2 separate regions of the Macaca mulatta genome follow, and region 2 is linked to region 1. Evidence: chromatin contacts called from public Hi-C data. All regions are on one chromosome and are shown on one strand. The core of a region is the stretch at or near the end of the contact, and the rest is flanking DNA. Distances in the headings are between cores, read along the strand shown.

Region 1 (3,082 bases), core at 218-2,717:
CCTATTCCGGGTTACCACTCAGAAGGGGGCACTGTTTACAAACCCAGGCGTGGGGGTGGGGCCTGGTTAGACAGCAAAGTGAAAGTATGAAATTGGCACCATTTTGCCTGCAAGCTCACCTGCTCCACTGCCTCATTCCCAAAGTCCAAAGGGGCAACTTTGTTACAGTAATTAAAAGCCACTTTACTCTCCAGGAGACAGCCTCCGGTTACATAATATTGGTCTTGTGACTACAATGGCACGATTCTTCACCCCTGCCCCCCAGGCATCTGAGAGAGTTGAAGCCCAACCCCTACCACCCCTGTCCAAGGTGCCAGTGAGCAAAGCAGAGGAAGGTGTCCAGTCTAGCCCCTCCCTCCTGGGGAAAAAGCAAGGGACCTGGGCCTCCAGATAAGAGGAGGATGGCCAGAGGGCCCCAGGCCAGCCGCCTCAGTCACGAGCCAGGGCTCCTGTGAAAAGCGCAAAGGGCACTCCAGGACAGCTCCCATCTTCTATTCTTGGTTTTGCAACCCAAAAAAAAGGCTAAATCTCCGAATGACACGGACCACCATCCCCACCCGCCAATAGACACACACTTCTACTTCCCTCTTCGGGCTCTCCAAGGGGGCCGTATCCCTCCACTATCCCATCCTCCAGAGCGCTGAGGTCCCAAAGGGCAGCACCTGGGGAACGAGGAAGCATCCTCCTCCCCCCCCCACCTCCCGCCCGCGCCGCCGGCCAGGTCCGCAGGCTCTGGCCGGTCGGCCGCCCTCCCCCGCCCGGCCTGGAACAGCGCCGGAGTGACTGGGCGTCCTCGCTGCAGGAAGGACGCCCCAGAGGGTGGCGGTGGCGGCAGGAGGAGCCGCGTCACGCCCAAGCCCTCTCCACCCCCTCTTCCCCGGCCCCTGATATCAGGGGCCTCCACGCAGCGCAGGGAGACTCCCCGGGGTGGCGGGCGCAGCGGCAGCTCCGCAGCCCAGGCCTCCAGCAGCGCCACGAGGGTGGACGGGGCAGAGGGTGGCGCAGCTGGGGCTGCGCCCAGAGGGAGGGGCAGCGGGGGCGCGCGGCGCTGCCCGGACCGTCAACGCCAAGGACTGCGGGGCCAGCCCTGTTCCAGGCCTTGGGGCCAGTTGAGGAGGCCGTAGGGCGACCTCGGCGAGGGCCGGGGCGTGTGGAGCCGCACGCGACGGGCACAGGCCCGCCACCGGGGGACGCCCCCACCCACCGCTCACCTTCACGGAGGCGAGTCCGCACGGGGCCCTGGGGAGCAGCGATGGCCCGAGGCAGAGCACAGGCAGGGGCGGTGTCCCCTGGGCTCCTCCTGCAGCCGCCGCCGCCGCGGTCTCCGGCTCCCGCAGCCCGGGGCCGATCGCTCCCTGCCGCGGTCCGCCCTTGGGAGTTTCGCCGGCCGCCCGCGCTCCGCCTCGCGCCGCCGGCCCGCCCGCCCGCTCAGCGTTGGCGCCTCACAGCTCCGCTCCGCTCTGCCGCTGAGCGCGGCCGACGCGCGGCCCCCGCTGAAATAGCGCCCCGCCCCCGCCCCCCCGCCGCGCGCGCCGCCGTCCGCGCTCCCCATTGGCTGCGCCCGCCCGGCCCCGCACTGCGGGCTTCTCCCCGCGCCGCTCTCGCCCCACATCTTGTTTCCTCCCACAATGCCTCGGGGCGGAGGGAGGGGGTGGGGAGGAGGAGCTGGAGCGGGTGGGGGAGGGAGCCGTGGCCTTAAGAAAGGAGAGGAATGCGGACCCCTACGCCCGAGGCTGGAGAGGCCAGGCCTGAAAAGGAATAGAGAGACGTGGTCCTGAGAGAGGAGGAGAGGGAGGGGTGTGGAGACCCCAGTCCCAAGGAAGAAAAGGGGAGAAGGGGATGGAGATTTCAGACCCAGGGAACAGATGGGGCTGAGGTAGAAACCCCAACCTTAGAGAGAGGAAGGGGAGGAGATGAAGTCATCAGCCTCAGAGGAAAAGACAGGACACTCTCTCCTCCCGTATCTGTGGGAAAGAGAGGGACAGCCAGCCCTATGGAGAGGGAGAGGCATAGGAGCCCCACGACCCCCTCACCTCACCTTCCGGGACGGTCCCTTCTTCCTCCAGCTCAGCCTTTGTTCTTTGAGGCTGAAGGACCTAAACTCCCAGCTGGGCCCCCAGCCAGTATTTATCTACAAGAGCAATGGAGACAGAGCCGAAGCAAAATTGATGGGGGGGTGTCTTTGGTACGCAGGCCTCTGCTGTCCTTGCACATTTATGGCCTTGGGGTCCTGGGATGGGGGTGAGAGTGAGCCATTTCTTGTCGTCTGTCCCTGCCTGTCCAGGTAGACAGGACTGGAGGAGAGTGAATAGAAGCCCCTAGAGGTGGTGCCTGTCAGAACTGTGAGGAGCCTTCAAAAACCACCCATCCACATCCCTCCCTTTATAAAGGAGAGAATCCAAGTACAGAGAGGGGAGAGCCCTGCCGGATCCCGCAGGTCAGGCTTGACTCGCTTCTAGCTGAAAAGCGGTGCACCCAGGCAGCAGCCCCTCTGGAGGCTCAAGAGACTCCCGGGAGGATGGGTGTGAACGTGCGCGTTGGGAGCCTGCCTGCTGTCACTCCACCCCACTTCCAGGAAAGATCCTCAGGCCTACGGTTTTCTTTCTGGTCTGTTTTATACAAAAGTGTCTACCTCAAGGGCTGATGAGCCTTTATTGGGAACCAAGCATTTTGGCCATACCGTCGGGTTTAAGAAGCTGCCAGGGATAGCTCCCACTCCTATCTTTTTCCCTTCGCCTCTCCAAACCATGTCAGGAAGTGAGACTTGCCCTGGCCCTGGCCTGCTCTGGTTTGAAGCATCAAAAGTTAGTGTTCGTTTTGTGTCAGGGGAAACCTGCAAAAATCATTCCCTCTGGTTTCTGCTTTCCACAGTTCTGTCCTCTAACAACCTCAGTTAGGGGATTTCAGAGAGCAGTTAAGGCCTGGGGTATCCCCTCACACTAAGGGTATTCTGATGTCAGTCTTTGTGTTCATGAATGGGAGGCGTGGCCTCTATGGGAGGAAGGGCGGGGGATGACGAAGGATAATTTATACACTTAGGGCTTGTGCCGGGCTAATCTCCTGGACTGCTTGGAGAAAGAGA
Region 2 (3,082 bases), core at 292-2,791, 75 kb after region 1:
CCACCACGCCCAGCCTCATCTACTTTTAATAATGTTTTATGGTATCTCTGTAAATTGCCTCACATCCTTGCGGAGAGGGACTGCTGTAAATAACATGAAGAACATTATCCCTGAAATTCACGGTGTAGATCTGTTATCGCAAATTTATGACTGCAGGATTTGATTTTGTTGTTGTTTCCCCCTCCTTTTTTTTTTTTTTTTTTTTTTTTTTTTTTTAGGAGGAGTCTTACTCTGTAGCCCAGGCTGCAGCGCAATGGCGCGATCTCGGCTCACTGCAACCTCCACCTCCAGGGTTCTAGCGATTCTCCTGCCTCAGCCTCCCGAGTAGGCTGGATTACAGGCGCCCGCCACCAAGCCCGGCTAATTTTTTTTTTTTCAGTAGAGACGGGATTTCACCATGTTGGCCAGGCTGGTCTCGAACTCCTGACCTCAAGTGATCTGCCGCCTCTACCTCCCAAAGTGCTGGCGTGAGCCACCGCGCCCAGCCTAATTTTAATTTGAATTCATTAGCGACGTTTAAAAATCCCAGGATTTCACATAAAAATCCAGATTGCAGACGTCGAAAAAAAATGTAAAATGTTATCTCCCAATGTCGCAGGCAAATAAGATCACAGTCCTGAATAGCAACCGCGGTCTCTAGTGGACACGGCTCTCATCCATTTCGGTCCATTTTATTACCTGGGAGGACCGGTATTTTCAATTTCAGTAACTTTTAGAGGAAACTTTTGAAAAAAGGACTGCACACACGCACCTTTTCTTCCTTCTCGTTCTTTAAAAGGAAACAACAGAAACAATTCATTCTGCAGGCAATCTGCGCTAGTCCCACGGATAGGCGATTAACAAGAGATAAAGAGGTGTGGGTACCAGAAGCAGTACTGTTACCCCTTCTGGTTGGCGGGTACCACGTTGAAAGGTCGGGGTACGGGCCCACTGCGACTAGCACAAAGAGTGCTGAACTGAGCTATGCAAAGTTCTGACGAGAAGGTGGAATGGTTCTTAATGAAAAGGATTAAGGAATCTAAACCGGTTTCGCTAAATTAGACACATCTGTCTAAGCAGCCACAGCTTGTTCGCAGCAGGGGCGGGAAGACAAACCAACGCCCCAGCTCTCTATTCAGTCACCGGCAACTCAGCTCTGGACTAGACGCACTCTACGAAGATACCCGGGTTTCCGGAGCAACGGCCCGAGCCCTCCCCCTTTAGCCCCGCCTCCGAGTCTCTTTCCCGCCAAAGGCCGTTATCGCCGCAGAGCATGGTGGGACAAGGCTTTAGGCTAGGTTTCACCAAGTCCTTTGAAGGCGCCGAGTTGCTTTCAAAGCTCCTCATTCCTGGGGAAATTGACTATCCTTCAAGACTCGACCTGGATGACTAGCTCCTTTAACGAGAGTTCTTTATTTAACTTTTACCAAACGGCTGCTCACTCTATTCGCAAACCACCCCAAGCGGGGAACGCGGGGGACTTTTTTTCCCCCTTCGTGCGGAGGGTGACGTCGCGCGTGCGTGCGCGTGCGTTGCGCGTATCCCTCGCAGCACCCGTTGCGCTCCCGCGCGTGCGTGTTGGGATCGAATCGCTGTTTCCTTCCGCTTCTCTTCCTCTGTCTCCCCCCCATATCCGTGCGCCGAGCTGATAAAGGCGCCATTTTGGAGGGGCCGCGGGAGACGTGGTGCCGCTGCGGGCTCGCTCTGCGGTGCGCTAGGCTTGGTGGGAAGGCCTGTTCTCGAGTCCGCGCTTTTCGTCACCGCCATGTCGGGAGGTGGTGTGATTCGTGGCCCCGCAGGGAACAACGATTGCCGCATCTACGTGGGTAACTTACCTCCAGACATCCGAACCAAGGACATTGAGGACGTGTTCTACAAATACGGCGCTATCCGCGACATCGACCTCAAGAATCGCCGCGGGGGACCGCCCTTCGCCTTCGTTGAGTTCGAGGACCCGCGGTGAGGCGGCATGGGGCTTGCAGCCTTGAGGAAATAGGTCCGAGTAGTCGGGGAAGGCTCCAAGGCCTTAACATAGAGAACGGGGAAGCGGGGGCTCTTAGAGAGGTTGGGGCGAGACTGTATCGCCCATGCAGGAGTCGAGTAAGGAGCTGAGTTGGTGTGGCTTCTCTGGCGCCTCGCCTTGGACGTCCCCGGAGCCCATTCGCAGGCTGGAGCGGGAAACTGAGGCGCTGAGGGCTGGTGTAGTGGTTGGGAGCCTGGCGTGTTTCTGGGTGGGGGAGGGGCCATTCCTATTATGCGGCGCATGTGGGCTCTTCCACGTTGGGTGCGCATGTGCGGGGGGTTCCCGACTGAGCGAGCTTCTCCTCCTGGTCTTTCTCATGCCTTTTACTTTCTGCGATCCCGCAGAGACGCGGAAGACGCGGTGTATGGTCGCGACGGCTATGATTACGATGGGTACCGTCTGCGGGTGGAGTTTCCTCGAAGCGGCCGTGGAACAGGCCGAGGCGGCGGCGGGGGTGGAGGTGGCGGAGCTCCCCGAGGTCGCTATGGCCCCCCATCCAGGCGGTCTGAAAACAGAGTGGTTGTCTCTGGTGAGTGTACTTGGTTGTGTGGATTGATGTGAAGGGACGGAAGCTACCTAAAATTTTTGTCTTGCATGATCGGTTTAACAATTGCAAATTTTTCATGCTAGGTCTTAAATTGCTTTAGTTTTTGGGTGAATTTAATAAACGAGGATTGCTGCTGTGGTGATTTACCAAATTAGGTTGCGGTACTAGATACGAAGATCCGTTACAAATAATTTTGGACTCTGGATCCCAGAATCTTACCAGCTCTTTACCTGGTATCACTTAAGTACACCTATTAAGTATTTTAAAGTACTCTTTGTTCTAATGTACCTTACCAGCTTAACGTGAAATTTAAGATAATTGATACTAAGAAAAAAAATCACTTTTTCAGGACTGCCTCCAAGTGGAAGTTGGCAGGATTTAAAGGATCACATGCGTGAAGCAGGTGATGTATGTTATGCTGATGTTTACCGAGATGGCACTGGTGTCGTGGAGTTTGTACGGAAAGAAGATATGACCTATGCAGTTCGAAAACTGGATAACACTAAGTTTAGATCTCATGAGGTAGGTTATAC

Evidence for each region. Hi-C and Micro-C count contacts between places; a contact is called where the count stands out from the background.
Region 2: a contact with region 1 is called in a Hi-C map of fetal cortex germinal zone, with 4 times the contacts expected there. The contact joins the promoter of SRSF1 here to the promoter of DYNLL2 in region 1. A contact is called at or near these places in 4 of 14 Hi-C or Micro-C datasets (cortical neurons, fetal cortex germinal zone, fetal cortical plate and 1 more).

The regions. Positions count from the first base shown.
Region 1 is chr16:51,906,635-51,909,716 of T2T-MMU8v2.0, forward strand. DYNLL2 (dynein light chain LC8-type 2) reads right to left here and starts at 1,468. Exons shown (of 3, transcript XM_015119163.3): 1 at 1,212-1,468.
Region 2 is chr16:51,982,020-51,985,101 of T2T-MMU8v2.0, forward strand. SRSF1 (serine and arginine rich splicing factor 1) reads left to right here and starts at 1,542. Exons shown (of 4, transcript NM_001195549.3): 1 at 1,542-1,938; 2 at 2,347-2,531; 3 at 2,899-3,071. The coding sequence starts at 1,745.